Regions from separate parts of the Canis lupus genome. Here region 2 is linked to region 1. Evidence: chromatin contacts called from public Hi-C data. All regions are on one chromosome and are shown on one strand. The core of a region is the stretch at or near the end of the contact, and the rest is flanking DNA. Distances in the headings are between cores, read along the strand shown. Region 1 has its middle 31 kb from the start of HMGA1. Region 2 holds the start of SMIM29 (small integral membrane protein 29).

Region 1 (3,588 bases), core at 429-2,928:
GTCCCTGCACAGTACTTGGCACCCACTAGGGCTTCACTAAGCATCTGGGGAACGTATGTAGGTGAAGAACCTGGTGCAGAGTATAGAGTCAAAAAGGGTAGCTCCACTCTTTGCGGTGGCTTGTTTTTTAATCTATTATTTTATTTTATTTTTTAAAAAAGATTTTATTTATTTTTTCATGAGAGACACAGAGAGAGAAGCAGAGACATGGCAGAGAGAGAAGCAGGCTCCCTGAGGGGAGCCCGATGTGGGACTCGATCCCAGGACTCCAGGATCACACCCTGAGCCCAAGACAGACACTCAACTGCTGAGCCACCCAGGCGCCCCTCATGTTTAGAGGCTGAAGGGTTACAAATGTTTGAATGCCACCACATTTAGCATCAGGAAAATGCTGCCTGAATTTTGAAGCATGAGTTTTATTTTGCCCAGAGGGTCATTCCTGGAGGGCTGCAGTTACATCTCATTCAACTCTGGATTCCCTTGAACCCCAGCAGAGGGCCTGGCATAAAATAGGAGTCCATGAATATCCAATAAGCAGAGTTTGTTTATTTATTTATTCATTTATTTAAGTAATCTCCATAGCCAACGTGGAGCTCAAACTCACAGCTCTGAAATAAAAAGTCACACGCTCCTCCTGCTGAGCCAGCCAGGCGCCCTCCGATAAGCTGACTTTGCTGAACACTCGCCCTACACCGGGAATATTCTTTCATGGATATGGTTTCTTTAAAAAAAAAATTAATTAATTTTTAACTTTTTAATATTCATGGGTATGGTTTCTAAAAGTTACAACCTCCCAAGGTGGGTATGAGTGCTCTCATTTTACAGATGAGGACAGTGAGACCCAGAGAGGTTAGATGACTTGCCCAAGATCACACAGCCAGTAAATGCAGAGGGAGCTTTATTCCAGGTCTGCATGGGCTCCAAAGCCCGGGTTCTTTCCAGGCCTTGTGATTACGTCCCCTACAGGGCCTGTGGGCCTCGATGAAAGAGACTGCAGTTCAGGGGTGGGACTGGGTGGGGGTGGGAGCCTGGCCTTGGGACCCAGCTTCCTCAGGCTGTAGGAGCCTGGGCTTCGGGGTCTGACAAGCGCTGTGTGCCTGGGATGACTCTGACCCAGCACAGTGGTCAGCACCCTTGGCCGCGAGGTGGCAGGTGCAGATGTGAGCTCCGCCAGCGAGAGCTGTGCAGCCTGGGAAGCGGATGGAGTCTCGCCGGGTGGTGGGGAAGGGTCAGCGCTAGCAGCAGCCCGGCAGAGCCTGGAAACACTAGGCTGGCCAGAGCCAGGCGCAGCAGAGCTGGGCGCAGGCGGTGCCCTGCCCCAAGGTCTCCTACTCCCGTGCTCTCTCTTTACGATGCAGGAGGAGCAAGGCTCCCGCGAGGGCTCCCGCAGGGAAGGTGGGCTGCACACCTGACGCGGCACCTCCAGGGTGTCGCTGGTGCAGTCCAGCCTCCAGGTGGCCCTGGACCGAAGCGGTCCCTAAGCTCCTTCCACGACGACGTCCCGGCGGCCGCTCGGCTTCCCCCTTCCCCTCCCCAGCCCGCCGGGCTGCTCGGGGAACTAGGGCCCGGGGGCGGGCGGCGGGCGGAGGGGCCGGGCCCGTGGGAGAGAGGAGGAGCGAGGAGCCTGGATGCTGGGTTTGGGCGCCTCCCGCGGTTTCCTGGCGCCACCTCGTGGCCGTGCTCGGCGTTGCCGCGCCTGCTCTCGGGCTGCGGGCGCGGGGCGCTCGGCTGGGGTTGGGCCGACGTGAGCTCTAGGGCGGTGACCTTGCGACGACCCCCCCGCCCCGCCTCTCTTCCTGTCCTTCGAGGTAAAACCGAGGCTCCGAGGGCCCCCGAGACCTGTGGCGGTCTAGCCCCAGGAGGAGAAAAACACCCCAGTACCCACATCATGGCTCTCTTGATCATAAATCGAATCCCGGGACGCCCGGGTAGCTCATGGGCTCCTGCCTGCGGCTCGGGTCGTGATCCGGGCCCGGCTCGCTGGGGGTCCAGTCCCGGGCCCCACCCCCTCCCCGCGTCGCGCTCCCTGCGAGGAGCCTGCTTCTCCCTCTGCCTGCGTCTCTCTCTGTGTCATCAAGAATAGATGAATAAAATCTTTAAAATAAATAAATCATGACCGAGGGGAGTAGTGGCCGAGGGGAGATGTGGAGAGCTGGGGTCACAGCCCAGGACGGACCCCGCGGTGCGGCCCGGAAATGGAGACCAGCCGCCTGGGCCAGCCCTGCCCACCTGCGGGGCTTCCAGCTTCAGGGCGGCTCGAGGCCGAGGCCGGGCAGCGGAGGGCAGCGAGGGCAGCGGTGCCGACCCTGGGCCCCGCAGGACTCTCGCCGGCAGTGGCCAGGGCAGTCCAGGGATGACCCTCGGGAGCACGTGTCCCCCTGCGGGCCTGCCCTAATGGCCCCCCGGGCCCGGGGCTCAGTCGGCCAGCTCAGCTGGCTGGCTCGGCTCCTTGCAACCTCCGGCCTCAAACTTTGCATTTCACTTGTATTCCTTTGCTTCTCTGACTTCATGACTTCTGGGCACACTCTTCTCTCCACTCTATTTTCTTCCTCAATCAAAAGAAAATCTTAGGAAATTTTATAAGGCAGGACTTGCCTATAAATGAATGAAAAGGGTAGTCAATGAACACACTGGGTGGAAGCCGCAGAAGGGCTGTCTGTTACTGTTGGGTGAAGGCTGCCAGGGGTCATCTGAACAGAGCCTCTGGTCCCGGGCTGCCTTCAGCTTTCCGGAGAGGGGACTGGAGCCCCCTCTGGAGAAGTCTGTAAACTTATGAGTAAGTCCTGAAAACTTGGTGCTCCCTGCAGCTCTATGGCAAGGCCTGTGGCTGGGGGTCCAGCAGGACTGTACAGGGGGGAGCAGGTTCCTCAGAATTTCTGCTTCTCAGTTATCAGCTGTCAAAGCATGAGGGTCCCCAGTGGACAGAGGTGGCTGGACCTGGGGGGCACAAGAGGAACGTCATCAACAAGTGATTGAGAGCGGATAGGAGCTCGGCCAGGCTGCCCTTTCCCGTACAACATATCTTTCTTTCTCTTTCTTTCTTTCTTTCTTTCTTTCTTTCTTTCTTTCTTTCTTTCTTTCTTTCTTTCTTTCTTTCTTTCCTTCCTTCCTTCCTTCCTTCCTTCCTTCCTTCCTTCCTTCCTTCCTTCCTTCCTCACTTGACGAGCACAAGCATGGAGAGCAGCAGGCAGAGGGAGAGAGAGAAGTAGGCTCCTCACTGAGCAGGGAGCCTGATGTGGGGCTTGATCCCAGGACCCTGGGATCATGACCTGAGCCAAAGGCAGATGCCCAACCGACTAAGCCACACAGGTGCCCCCATACATCCTGTTTTTTATAATCAGCCCTCATTATTTTATCTAGGGGAGTATAGACTATATTTTATTTATTTTAAAAGACAGGGCAGCCCAGGTGGCTCAGTGGTTTAGTGCTGCCTTCAGCCCAGGGCATGATCCTGGGGACCCGGGATCGAGTCCCACATCAGGCTCCCTACATGCACTCTGCTTCTCCCTCTGCCTGTGTCTCTGCCTCTCTCTCTGTGTGTCTCTCATGAATAAGTAAATAAAATCTATTTTAAAAGACAGCATGGTC
Region 2 (3,588 bases), core at 456-2,955, 44 kb before region 1:
CTTATCTCTGATTTCCTACCAGTCAGATGATGGTGTCTGAAGGCAAGAGGCCAGAGTTCCCAACTGCTCTCTGGTTCTAGATTGGGTCATCTCTGCATCAGACTTGCCCTGATCAACCTTCTTTGGAAAGGCCTGAGGAAACAGGCCAGACCAGACCAAATGGCTCAACCATGTCCGTGCCACTGGCTGTCTCTGGCAAGAATAAGGGGATCCAGTTAATCCCTCCATCTCCAGTAGCATCCAAGGACCCTGGAGGGCCTCAGCCTGGCTCAGCTCCCACAACTTTTATGTGGCTTTCATCCACTGCCAGCTGGAGTTTTCCTAACCGTGTGTGGATTGGGAAGAGAGGTTGGGAAGGTGTAGTACAAAGCTACACACGTACTTGAGGTAACATACGAGTGGAAGAAACAAGAGAGTTGGGAAGCCTGGGTGGCTCAGCGGTTAAGTGTCTGTCTTCGGCTGAGGTCGTGATCCTGGGGTCCCAGGATCGAGCCCCGCATGGGGCTCCCTGCGTGGAGCCTGCTTCTCCCTCTGCTGTGTCTCTGCCTGTCTCTAATGAATAAATAAATAAAATCTGAAAGAAAGAAAGAAAGAAAGAAAGAAAGAAAGAAAGAAAGAAAGAAAGAAAGAAAGAAAGAAAGAAAGAAGAAAGAAAGAAAAGAAAGAAAGAAAGAACGAACAAGAGAGATCCCTTGTATCCTTTGCCTAGCTTCCCTTTGCACAACTATACCAGAATATCACAGCCAGGGTGCTGACATCGGTAAGAATCCATCAATCCATCTCCAGTGTGTGGCATTAATGATCGCGCCAGTAAAGCTTCCGAATTTACCCACTTCTCAAGTTGCTGGTGACCCCGGGCGGGGACTGCACCCTGCTGTTGCACGTGGTGACCGGGCGGGGACTGCACCCTGCTGTTGCACGTGGTGACCCCGGGCGGGGACTGCACCCTGCTGTTGCACGTGGTGACCCCGGGCGGGGACTGCACCCTGCTGTTGCACGTGGTGACCCCGGGCGGGGACTGCACCCTGCTGTTGCACGTGGTGACCCCGGGCGGGGACTGCACCCTGCTGTTGCACGTGGTGACCCCGGGCGGGGACTGCACCCTGCTGTTGCACGTGGTGACCCCGGGCGGGGACTGCTCCCTGCTGTTGCACGTGCGCCGTCAAAACCGACGGAGGTTCGCGGGGGATCTAACAGGGCACGGTATGTGCCAGACTCCTTATCCGGGGCATCGTGTGATCCTCACAAGGGCCCGTGTGGCAGACGTTAGGACCCAGGCGCAGAAAAGGCTGGAGGCCAAGCGCGGGCCAGGTCCCACGGCCAGGCAGGGGCGAAGCCGGGCTGCCTGTTCCATGTGCCTCCGAGCACAGCGCAGAGGGCACCCTGGGCACCAGGAACACTCGCGGAGTCCTTGCGGGCCCCGGGCAGGGGAGAGCAGCCCGCGCCTGACCTAAGCTCGGGAGCCGCTTGGCGGGACACCCGGGCTGCACCCAGAAGGACGAGGAAGCCCGACGCAGGGACCACGGCCGCCTCGCGGGCCGCGCTCGCCGGGCTCCGCCCCGGGGGACGCCGGGAAGCCGCCCCAGCCCCGCCCCCACCCCGCGCGCTCTCCTCCCCCCGCTGCGCGGCGCTCGGCTGCCCCCTGCCGCCGGGGGGTGGGCCCTGCAGCCTGGGCCCTCGCCTCCGGATTGGCCGCTCCAGAAGCCTCCGGGCCGTCCGCCTTCCGCCACCGGATTGGCTGCGTCCCGGCGCTGAGGCCCCGCCCATTTCCCCGGGTCCTTTGATCACGCGCCTGCCGGCTCTTCCGGGGCCTGGGAGCAAGGCGAGGGCGTTCCTGTCCGGGCTGCGGCGGCGGGAGGTAAGGCACGATCGGGTGGGCCGGGCTGCAGAGCGCCGGCGCGGGGCCGCATCCCGGGGGGCCGGATTCCGGGAGGCCCGGGCCCTCTGCGCAACCCCCAAACCTCCCTCCCTCGGCCGAGTCGCCCAGCGCCGTGGGAACGACCTCCCACTCGCCGATGCTGGTCCGCATCCTCGGAGCGGCCCGACACCCGCCCCACCTCGGCATGTCCCCTCGACCATGGGACGGTGTGCATGCGACTGTGCAAGCTCGCTGCCCCCACGGACACCGGGACAGGTAGTTCATACCTCGCCGTCCAGTGGAGACCCAGGCGAAGCGGGGTCGGGGACTTGGGGTCTGCGTGAGGAGCCCATGGACCATCTCCTTGCATCTCTCGACGGGAACTGACCCTCTCACCTCCGCCTGGCAGCCCAGGCTAAGAGGGGAGGGACCTGGGCGGAGCCCCGGGTGGGGACCAGAGGGAGGTGACATCACCTCGCAGATACAATCCAGCCCTGCCCACCCGTGTCCACCCTGGCACGAGACCAGTAGGGGAGAGGCTGTCCCGGCTGTGTGTCTGCAGGAACGCCAGGGACCAGCCCGGCCTAGGGAGGGCCTATTGCCTAAAGTGTGGGGATTGGGCGAGACTGAGGCAGGCTCCTCCAGATGCTCCTGCCTCACCCCCGCGGCCCCCCAGTGCAGGACCCTCATGCTTTTTGTCAGATCTTTCCTTTTGCTCCAGTGGATAGGTGCTGGCAGCCCAGTGTCCGGAGGGGTTGCTACAGAAGCCCAGATCATGTATCTAAGCTTTTCTTGGTTCAGATGTGCAGATGTCTGGCCAGCACCTGACTGGGGCCTCACCCTGATTTGGGGGGATAGGGGCTGGGCAGGACTCTGGGCCTCCCCTTGGTGTCTTCTACATTCAGGGTATCCAGTGAGTCACTCACTGTAAGGTTAAACCCAGCACACTGACTTGGAGGATACCTCGTCCCAGTGCCCGACCCAAGTTTTGATACATCACCAGCTCCTGGGGAGGGATCCAGAGCTTGGCTGTCACTCTGGGTGAAATTGATAACCTCCCTTCCTCCTCCCCAGGGAGCCCAGTGGAGGCGCCCTCCCGAGGCTCAACTGCCCATGCTGACTACCCAGCCCTCCGGCTGCCGAGGTCATGAGTAACACTACAGTGCCCAATGCCCCTCAGGCCAACAGTGACTCCATGGTGGGCTACGTGCTGGGGCCTTTCTTCCTCATCACCCTGGTCGGGGTGGTGGTGGCTGTGGTAAGGAGTCCCCTCATAGGCACATAAACACCCACACCTCTGCTGAGGCAGAAGGGGGCGGGGCTGGTCCAGCCTGCACACATGGTCTCAGCTGTCCTGCTCTTACGCAAGTGGAGGGGTACAGGTGGGTGTCTCACTTGTGGGCTGTGCTCACTTGTGGGCTCAGCAGCCTCCGCAGCTGTGTGTCTCTGTTACAGGTAATGTATGTCCAGAAGAAAAAGCGGTGAGTGTCTCTGCCCCTATTGTTACCTCCCCTACATTCTGCTTACACTTCTTCCTGTAGGATCAGGTTCTCTACACACACGGTTAAGATGCCCCTCGGCTATCCTTATACAAGCCTGAAATTCCCTGCACCCCATTGTTAGGATTTCCTGCCCACCCTGGGCTTACCTACACGAGAGGCCCCTTATAAAATTGGGCTCCTATTCTTAGAACCCTAGTGTGCCCCTGAAGGCACCCACTGGAGGTCCCA

Evidence for each region. Hi-C and Micro-C count contacts between places; a contact is called where the count stands out from the background.
Region 2: a Hi-C map of amygdala shows a contact between it and region 1, with 2.5 times the contacts expected there. The contact joins the promoter of SMIM29 here to the enhancer-like site in region 1. A contact is called at or near these places in 3 of 9 Hi-C or Micro-C datasets (amygdala and blood).

The regions. Positions count from the first base shown.
Region 1 is chr12:3,674,276-3,677,863 of UU_Cfam_GSD_1.0, reverse strand. No RefSeq gene overlaps it. Among named protein-coding and RNA genes, the nearest start is that of HMGA1, 31 kb to the left of the region's middle. Within about 2 kb of position 1,678, at least 8 of the 20 cell types and tissues checked have an H3K27ac peak or open chromatin away from gene starts, as enhancers often do.
Region 2 is chr12:3,717,825-3,721,412 of UU_Cfam_GSD_1.0, reverse strand. SMIM29 (small integral membrane protein 29) reads left to right here and starts at 1,705. Exons shown (of 5, transcript XM_038553783.1): 1 at 1,705-1,858; 2 at 2,933-3,116; 3 at 3,314-3,339. The coding sequence starts at 3,006.